Regions from separate parts of the Zea mays genome. Here all the other regions are linked to region 3. A link is a contact called in public Hi-C data. All regions are on one chromosome and are shown on one strand. Each heading gives the region's core, a stretch centred on a gene start, on an enhancer-like site or on the middle of the called end of the contact. The rest is flanking DNA. Distances are from core to core; before and after follow the strand shown. Region 1 holds the start of LOC103627480 (RING-H2 finger protein ATL79). Region 2 holds the start of LOC100273282. Region 3 holds the start of LOC100280692.

Region 1 (2,822 bases), core at 116-2,615, 360 kb after region 3:
TTTTTATAATTTGAACTCCAATTTTTTTTTAAAAAAAAAAATCTAGTTTCATCCTTAGTCCACCTATATAAAGGAGGTCGGTTTGAGCTTATTTTACTCCATCGCTCTCTCTCCTGCTTTCTTGCACAATGGCAGGTTGGACCTTTGATTTTCAAACACTCATCGATCTTTTGCAGCCTGACGGCTCTCCAGTCCCAACTCAAGAGAATTTGGACATGGCTTATTCGTTGCATCGACGCACAGAGAACACTTAATCACCCAGTACATGGTCACTATTTTTTCTGACATATTCATACCATTATTCTGAGTTTTCATACCTTCTACGACAGTCATACAGGTGTATCGTGCGCGTATATATACATGATTCACTTATTATCTAAAACGGTTACTACGGGGTGTTCGAATACATTAGAGCTAATAGTTAATTGGCTAAAAATTGTTAGTGGAATTATCTAGCTAACAAATAACTACTAACTAATTTAACAAAAAATAGCTAATAACTAAACTATTAGCTTGAATATTTTGATGTCTCAACTAATTTTAGGCCCCGTTTCAATCTCACGGGATAAACTTTAGCTTCCTGCTAAATTTTAGCCATATGAATAGAAGTGCTAAAGTTTAGCTTATTGGGGTGTTTGGACTACTCTAATAAAGTTTAGCATATTGGAACAAATAGACACTCATGTCCCTAATGCGGAGAGAAAGAATGAGATTAGAGGGTATGGATAGAAAATAGGGTTCGATGGCCCACGTTTAGCTACTTTTAGTACTCTCTGAGCAGCTTATGAGATAAGGAGTGCTAAATTTTATCAGACCACCATTAGCTCTCCTGTTTAGATCGCCAAATGGCTAAAAACAGCTAAAAAGTTGCTAAAGTTTATCTGTTGAGATTGAAACAGGTCCTTAGTCACTAACTGTTAGCTTTATTGTATTCAAACACCCTTATTCAAACACCCCCTACGTCCTACTACTTCTCTCTCTTCTACTTGGCCTACTTGCTTTTATAGAAGTTGGAGAGCTATGGGGTTTGGCCCATAGGACCTTCTCGGTGCAGGACTGCAGGCCGAAACATTGACCAGAGTTATCTAATGCCAGTGTGCTATGCTAGGTTTACGGAAGTGATGAAACAGTAGGATTGTATAGAGAATGATCCTAGTGGTAGGATTTTGTTGCTGTTACACAACGTTCCAAGTCAGTTTTAATTTGTGAGCCTGCGCGCCCAAGTGATTGCCAATTTGTCATCGCCGATTCGGCGCTGCTGCCTCAGACGACACTTGGATTTTGGAGGTAAAATGGCACGCCGCGGTGTTCTGATTTCTGAAAGCAATGCTGCTTTCCTCACCGGCACAGCCACGGCGGCAATGCTTTACTTTACACGTGCCGTGCATGTAGTAGCATGGCTGCCATGCTCTCATTGAACAGTGCTCCTACACTTGTAGGGCAGGGCAGCTGAAGAAAGATAAAAACACCCAAAGGATCAACTCTCCAAGCCGAGACAACGGCAGCCGCTCGCGATCGCTGTCGCGGGCGTCATTTGCCCTCTGCCTCCACACAACCAGAGCGCTCCAGGCAGCCATGGCGCGCCGGACCAACCACACCTCCACGGCAGCGGCGGCGACAACAACAATGGTCGCCTCCTCGCCGTCTCCCCCGCGGCCGCCGCCTCCCGCCAGCGCGGGAGCGTGGGGGCCCTACGCCAGCTCCCGCGCCTTCTTCTCCAACGTAGCCACCATCCTCATCATCCTGGCATGCGTCTCCCTGCTCGCCTTCACCCTCCACGCCGCCGCGCGCTTCCTCCTCCGCTGCCTCGCGCGCCGCCGCGCCGCGCGGGAGGAGGCGCAGGCGCCGGGGCAGCAGCCCAAGCTCCCCTCCGGCGCCGCCGCCGCCAGCGCCGCCGCCGGCTCGGAGCGCGCCGGCGCCACCGGTGCGGGCGTGTGGGCGGAGGCGGAGTGCGCCATCTGCCTGTCCGAGCTGCTGGAAGGCGGCGAGCGCGTCCGCGTGCTCCCGGCGTGCGGCCACGGGTTCCACGGCGCCTGCGTGGAGGGCTGGCTCGCGGCGCGAGCGTCCTGCCCCACCTGCCGCGCGCCGTCGCGGGCGGGAGAGCCGTAGCCACGCCGAGCCATGGCTGCTGCCGACTGCCGTGCCGTGCCACAGGCTCTGGAGCAAGCTCTGCTCCGATCCGTCCTCCATGATTCCCAGTTGGAGGGGCTTGTTTCAGTTATTATTATGGGCGTAGTATGTATAAAAAATGCAAATTGGATGGTGGCGGCCTGGCGGGCGGGCTAGTAGTAGTTCGCATGGATTACAACATGTTCGGCTCGATCGTTTCTCTTCCACTATCATGATTCATGCAAAAGTCTGCATTTCATCATCTAGTGAAATCCTTGGTCACGTAGGAATTGACTGCATGCACGCCGATTAGACTGCTGCTCATTGCAGTGCTCAAACATTGCACTGCATGCCATGCCGCAGCCGCTGCGGATTCCCTGGGGACAGGAGCGTGACGACAAAAGCATGGAAAGATGACAAAAGCAGAGAATAGCCTACTATAGTAGTAGTCGTGTCGTGTGCCCGCGTAGAGGTCGCTGCGGCCTGCGGGAATATTAGCGGGCCACCCGCGCCATGCTTTACGACCATCGCGCGGGCTTGGTTTGGTTGGGTCCTCGCGCGGCATGAAGCATCGAGTCCGGCGTGGTGTCGCAGTGGAGTCGGCCACAGAGGCTTGGGCAGGTGGTCCGGCGGCCGGCCTCGGTGCAGCAGCTCGAATCGGGCGCGGCGCTTGTCACTGACGCCAAGCACCACGTCTGCAGCACGCCGGCCTC
Region 2 (2,700 bases), core at 17-2,516, 380 kb after region 3:
ATTCTTCACACGCCAAGCAATCGCAGCCGAGGATAAAGAGCGAATCGACGATGCCTTTTTTTTTTTCTTCTTCTCAGAGATGGTGCACTCCCTTGAAGCATCCTTCCTCCCATCCCGTCCAAGATCACAAACGAAAGTAGTACGTGCACAGGCGCTGATCAGCATCCGCATCCTCCGGCGACCAACGTTTTTAGATTGGATCGAAGCTCCTTTGCGATTCACCCACCCAAGATCGAAACGTTCTCAAATCGGAGAAACCACGTGCAAACCCGCGACGCGATCGGCAGCGGTTGTTGGGTCCGCGACAGCGAAGCTTCAAATCCCTCGCCACTCGTTGCAAGACACCAAATCATTCGAACGCCCAAGACAATAACATTTCGTGCTGGCGTGACGGCACTATAACAGCGACCCGTTCGCTAGCCGGATTCAAAACCGGGGAGAAGAGGAATCCATCCTCAGCTCCCATCATTCCAGACCTTGCGCAAAGCTAAACTCCCCCTGTCGTCTGATTACAGATCCGTTTCTCCTTCCCGCACAATTCTAATTCGATCGATCCCCGGCCATCCGCGCCGGCCAGATTTATGCAGCCATGCAGAACGGCGGGTTCCGGAACAGTTTGACTACTGACGCTGCCGCTGCCGCTGCGCTGAGGGACCGGTTTCGGGATCCGCAATGGCGAGCCTGTCGGACTCGGCGGGCGCGGGCAGCGGCGGCCGCGCCGGCGCGGAGCTGATGGTGCCGCAGTTCCTACTCAAGGTGCTGCACGCCATCCTCGCCGCGCGGTCGCCGCGCCCGCACGCGCCCCCGCCCCCGCCCCCGGCAGCGTCGGCGTTCCGGAGGCGGGACCGGTGGTTCCACCTGCCGCTCCACCTGCCGCCCGCGGCGGAGCACCTGCCGGAGCCGTCTCCCGCCGAGCCGCTCGTGGTGGACGTGTACCTGGCCCCATCGGGCGGCGGACCAGAGGAGGTGCTCGAGAGGTGGACCGTGGCGTGCGAGCCCTGGCCCTCGCCCGCCGCCGCGGGGGAGGGGCTGGCGGTCAACCGCGCGTACAAGCGCTGCATCACGCTGCTCAGGTCACTCTACGCCATGCTCCGCTTCCTGCCCGCGTACCGCGCCTTTCGCGCGCTCTGCGCGTCTGGCCAGGTGTACAACTACGAGATGGGCCACCGCGTCGGCTCCTTCTCGACGCCCTTCTCCCGCGCCGAGGAGGCGACCATGCGCACCGAACGCCTCGCCCCCGTCGAGACCCAGCTCGGCCGCCTCGTCGTCTCCGTCCAGTACCTCCCCAGCCTCGCCGCCTTCAGTTTCAACGCCACTTCCCTCGCGTCCGCCGCGATCATCACGGATTACGTCGGCAGCCCGGCGGCGGAGCCTATGCGTGCCTTCCCAGCTTCGCTCACGGAGGCCGCCGGCTCGCCCTCTCCGCAGCCCTCGCGGCGCCCCAACAGCTGGGCGTCGCCAGCGCCCTGGCCGCACACGATGAGGCAACCGGCCAAATTCTCGCCTCCGCCGGCCCATTACGCGTCGCCCACGCCCTCGCCGCCGATGTTTGGCTATCTGCACTCGCGGTTTAGCGGCGAGACTGCACCAATGAGCATACCGCAGGCGGGAGGTGGCAGGGGCCCTATGCACCAGCACCATCAGAACCTGTCGGAACCCAGTAGGGCCTTCATGTTTCCTCCACCTTCGCCAAAATATCTGCGAGGGGAGGCAGGGAGGCAGGAGTCACCTACAGAGACTAATCGATCGTTCAAGAGGGCAGATGGCATCCGCATGGGAGATCTCTATGCAAACTTGCCGTCTGGTTATAAGGTGATTTTACTGCATTTCGTCCATATTAAAACTAGGTGATGATGTCTGTGTGCTCAGATGAAAACACAGGGTTATGCAGAAGTATCATATCTGAACTACTTCGTACTACTTAGTAAGACCTTCTATCAGTTTATATGATAGTGCATTGAGTAGCGAAGGACGACTGTTTTTTTATCCTCATCATAAAGGCTCGTGGATAAAAAATATCGTGTGTTAAACTACCTGGCATACTGTTCATTCTGTTATCTCTTTCAGCTTCTTTGGGAATTGTGAACCTTAAGATTTAGTTAGTGTGTTCAGCCATTGGAGCTTCAATTTAATGGCAGGCATTTTTTGTTGGAAGCTATTTTTTCAGTATTTTTCTTTACCTGGAAAGGTTGACAGGGGTTTCTGATTCATTTAGATGAAGATAAGGATTCAATAGTCACTGCTACTTTTAGAAATTAAAGAAACACAAGCCCACTGAGGGCTTGGTCTGTAGGGTGGATTGATGGGGAATTGGAGGGGATATCCCCTCCTATTCAATTTTGTGTAGGAAGGGATTTAATCCCTCTCAATCCCCACCAATCCCCCTCAAACCGAACAGGTCCTGAAACGACAGACAAACAGTTGAGGCTGACTACTGTTGCCAAAACTGCATTATGCCAAAGATAGTCGGCGCTAAACTTGTAGCAGCATTTAGGTGTCTAACAACTGAACTATAACAGCATAAGCCTTTGTTGTCTTATCTTCTTGGAATTGGTTTTGATATTTCAAGGATACCCACTTACCCAGTGCTTCATTATGGAAAATCTTGTCATTTCTTCTTTTCCAAATGTTTTACCATGCGTAGATGATAGCCCCACTAAATTATTGCAATAATTTTTTTTAGATATTTAGCCATCGTGA
Region 3 (3,010 bases), core at 437-2,936:
ACTACTGAATTGAATACAGATACTCCCTCCAGTGCAGTAAAGGTAGTCGTTTAGGACATGATTGTGCATACCAAGGAGTGATTAATTATCATAAAGTTTTCCATGTTTGCTCCTATTAAATAGGAATATAGGTGCATTAATGTCACCAAAACAATCAGGCTTGATTGGTTGCTGCAGCAGCTCCAAGGCATTCTAGACTGGAGGTCTCAAGTTTGATTCCTCTTAAGTGCATCTTTTTTTGTGCAATTACTAGGGGCAACAGCGTCCAAATCCCAGACCCACGCGCACTATAACTTCTTTTTGTGCACGCTCGGTCACGCGCAGGATGACTTTCTTTTTTTGTGCAATTACTAGGGGCAACAACGTCCAAATCTCAGACCCACGCGCACTATAACTTCTTTTTGTGCACGCTCGGTCACGCGCAGGATGACTTCTTTTACTGCACCGGAGGGAGTACAGGCCACGGCGGCGGAAGCTGGTGAGCGTTTAGCGCTTCGCTCCATCGCCAATCACATGCGAGTGAGATCAGATCTCATCGCGGGAGCAACTCTCGCCAATACTAGGTGCTGCTGTGTTCATGCTTTCTAGTCTGCTTGATTTGCCTGGTCACACTGACAGGCTGGTCTAGCGTGGAAGCCTCCGACTCTGTTAACGGCACATGGCCAATTTTGCCTAGTCTCACTCGTACCTGTTCAGTTTGGCGAGGCCGCGGATGGCGTGTGACATTATTTGCTCTATTTTATTTGTTTGTTTATTCCGGAGAAAGAATTATAGTACAGTTTCAGGGATGTCGAAATGGGCAATGGCAATGCTGCGTGACTCTCGTGATTTTATTTTAAATCAGTGTATGAACAGGAACAGTTGACGTTGATATGTTGTCACCATACCCCGGTTCTCCGTTTTTTTAAAAAAGAAATGTTTTTCCCCCTTCCGTTAACCTTCAAGTAGTAACCGACCTCCGAGCACTAGTTTCAGTAATTTGATAGCGTTCGCCGTTCAACTCTCTTTTCTTTATATTTATTTTATTTGTTTATTGTACCTATTTGTATTTACGTGGGCAAAAAATGACAAGCGACAGCAAAAAAAATGCGATTGGGCCGACAAAGACGCCCAAATGATGATGGGCCATAATGGAAGGGAAGCTGTAGCCCGCCGAGGACATAAAAATGTCCCATTTGCACAAACCCTATTTGGGTCTGGGCAGGCCTCGGGAACTGAAAAAAATTTTTATTATTTGTAGTTTGTTTGTCAAGATCATCTCAGGAAAAAAAAAATGTCTAGAGAGATTTCTGGTCTCCTAAACAAGTCGACATTTCTAGCCTTCTAAAGAAAAGAAAGCGGTTTCTAGAATTCTAGACCTGTCCAAATTTTGTAACGTTGTCGGCTCAAATATACGCCTACTATACTAACTTTTATATTAAAACTGCTAAACCTGTCCCATGCATTATATTAGTGCCGCTGGTTGTATCTGTCAGCAGTCAGCACCAGCGCCTCTCTACAAAACCCAACAGCACCAACTGTACCCATGTCGCCCCGGTGACGTAGAACCACTCGGCCGTGGGGGACCCCTGCAGGCTAACTGGATTCATTGATGAACGAGCCACGTACGGCTGCCAAGTCCCCAGCCACACACACTGGCACGCCGAGCACTATATAGCACGTGTTCGCGTGCACCGGCGGCAACCACAGCCCAGGCTCGAGACTACAACGTTACAGCACAACACACTGCTGCACGTACATACGCAGATAGAGACCAGCAGCAAGCTCGATCGAGACTCGAGAGGCATGGGGAGTGTACCGGAGGAGAAGGCCAAGCTGGGCTTCGGCGGCCTGGTGGGCGACCTGAGGGAGGTGTACGAGAGCGGCAGGACGCAGGGCCTGGAGTGGCGGCAGTCGCAGCTCAGGGGCCTCGTCAGGCTCCTGGAGGAGAAGGAGGAGGAGATCTTCGACGTGCTCCACGAGGACCTGGGGAAGCACCGCGGCGAGGCCTTCAGAGACGAGGTTGGTTGGTTGGTTTCTCTGCGTTAGTTGTGCGTTAAACGAGCCCTCTGGTGTTATGGTCATTCGCTCGTGTTTAGGTTGGGGTTCTGAAGAAGTCCGTCGTCGACAAGCTGCAAAACCTCAAGAACTGGGCGGCTCCGGAGAAGGCAAGCACTCTCTCTCTCTCTCTCTCGCTCGCTCGCTCTGGCTAGCTAAGACGCAGGAGCTTGTGCCTGCAAGTAGGGAGATGGACATGCATTTCGCCATGGCTTAACACTACTTGCGTCTACAGGCTCACACGCCGCTCGTTGCCTTCCCGGCGACCGCGCTGGTGGTGCCAGAGCCGCTCGGGGTCGTGCTCGTCTTCTCATGCTGGAACCTCCCAATAGGTGAGGCCCGACGACGATCTCTTTGCTTCTACTACTCTTTTCCAACATCGAACAGTGGCCAAGCTAGCCCGCTGCAAATTATTCCTGATGCACAGCACAGCTTAAGAAAACAAATAATTTAGAAATACATACGATGAGAATTTGAGTCTAGCTAGTAGCATTTCTCGATTTTATCCTACTGTGCACCGGCCGGCACCTGATAGCGAACCTATCTATACTCTCTCTGGAAACTGGGAGAGAGACGACGCTGATGGTCTGACTCAGAACAGTAAACCGCAATTAATCTAGCTAGCTAGAAGAAAAATACCTGCATAATATGTACTAGTATGTTTCTCCTATTTAAGTGTCATTTAGTATCGATGACTGAGACGTTTCAATGTCTGCTCAAAATGATATAGCAGTCAGAGATCATACGAATTTTAATTATGCACGTTCATAGGTATATGTTTTACGTGGTACGACTGATGGTTACTACTCCATTAACAATTTAGATGTGTGTTTTAAACATCTCTTTCCAAAATGCAAATGAAGAGACGTTTATATTGATTCTATTGCTGACAACCCATTAATTGCTACTAGTTGCCCTTGCACTGTTGCACAGCATGAATTGCCCGAGAACTTAACGAAAAGTCCAACTCAAG

What was found. Hi-C and Micro-C count contacts between places; a contact is called where the count stands out from the background.
Region 1: a contact with region 3 is called in a Hi-C map of tassel, with 4 times the contacts expected there. The contact joins the promoter of LOC103627480 here to the promoter of LOC100280692 in region 3. A contact is called at or near these places in 2 of 25 Hi-C or Micro-C datasets (ear and tassel).
Region 2: a Hi-C map of tassel shows a contact between it and region 3, with 2.4 times the contacts expected there. The contact joins the promoter of LOC100273282 here to the promoter of LOC100280692 in region 3. A contact is called at or near these places in 2 of 25 Hi-C or Micro-C datasets (ear and tassel).

What each region holds. Positions count from the first base shown.
Region 1 is chr5:194,001,911-194,004,732 of Zm-B73-REFERENCE-NAM-5.0, reverse strand. LOC103627480 (RING-H2 finger protein ATL79) reads left to right here and starts at 1,365. Exons shown (of 1, transcript XM_020537769.3): 1 at 1,365-2,381. The coding sequence starts at 1,576. The coding sequence ends at 2,109.
Region 2 is chr5:193,978,167-193,980,866 of Zm-B73-REFERENCE-NAM-5.0, reverse strand. LOC100273282 reads left to right here and starts at 1,266. Exons shown (of 3, transcript NM_001147723.1): 1 at 1,266-1,812. The coding sequence starts at 1,375.
Region 3 is chr5:194,362,584-194,365,593 of Zm-B73-REFERENCE-NAM-5.0, reverse strand. LOC100280692 reads left to right here and starts at 1,686. Exons shown (of 10, transcript NM_001153611.1): 1 at 1,686-2,001; 2 at 2,079-2,147; 3 at 2,273-2,369. The coding sequence starts at 1,786.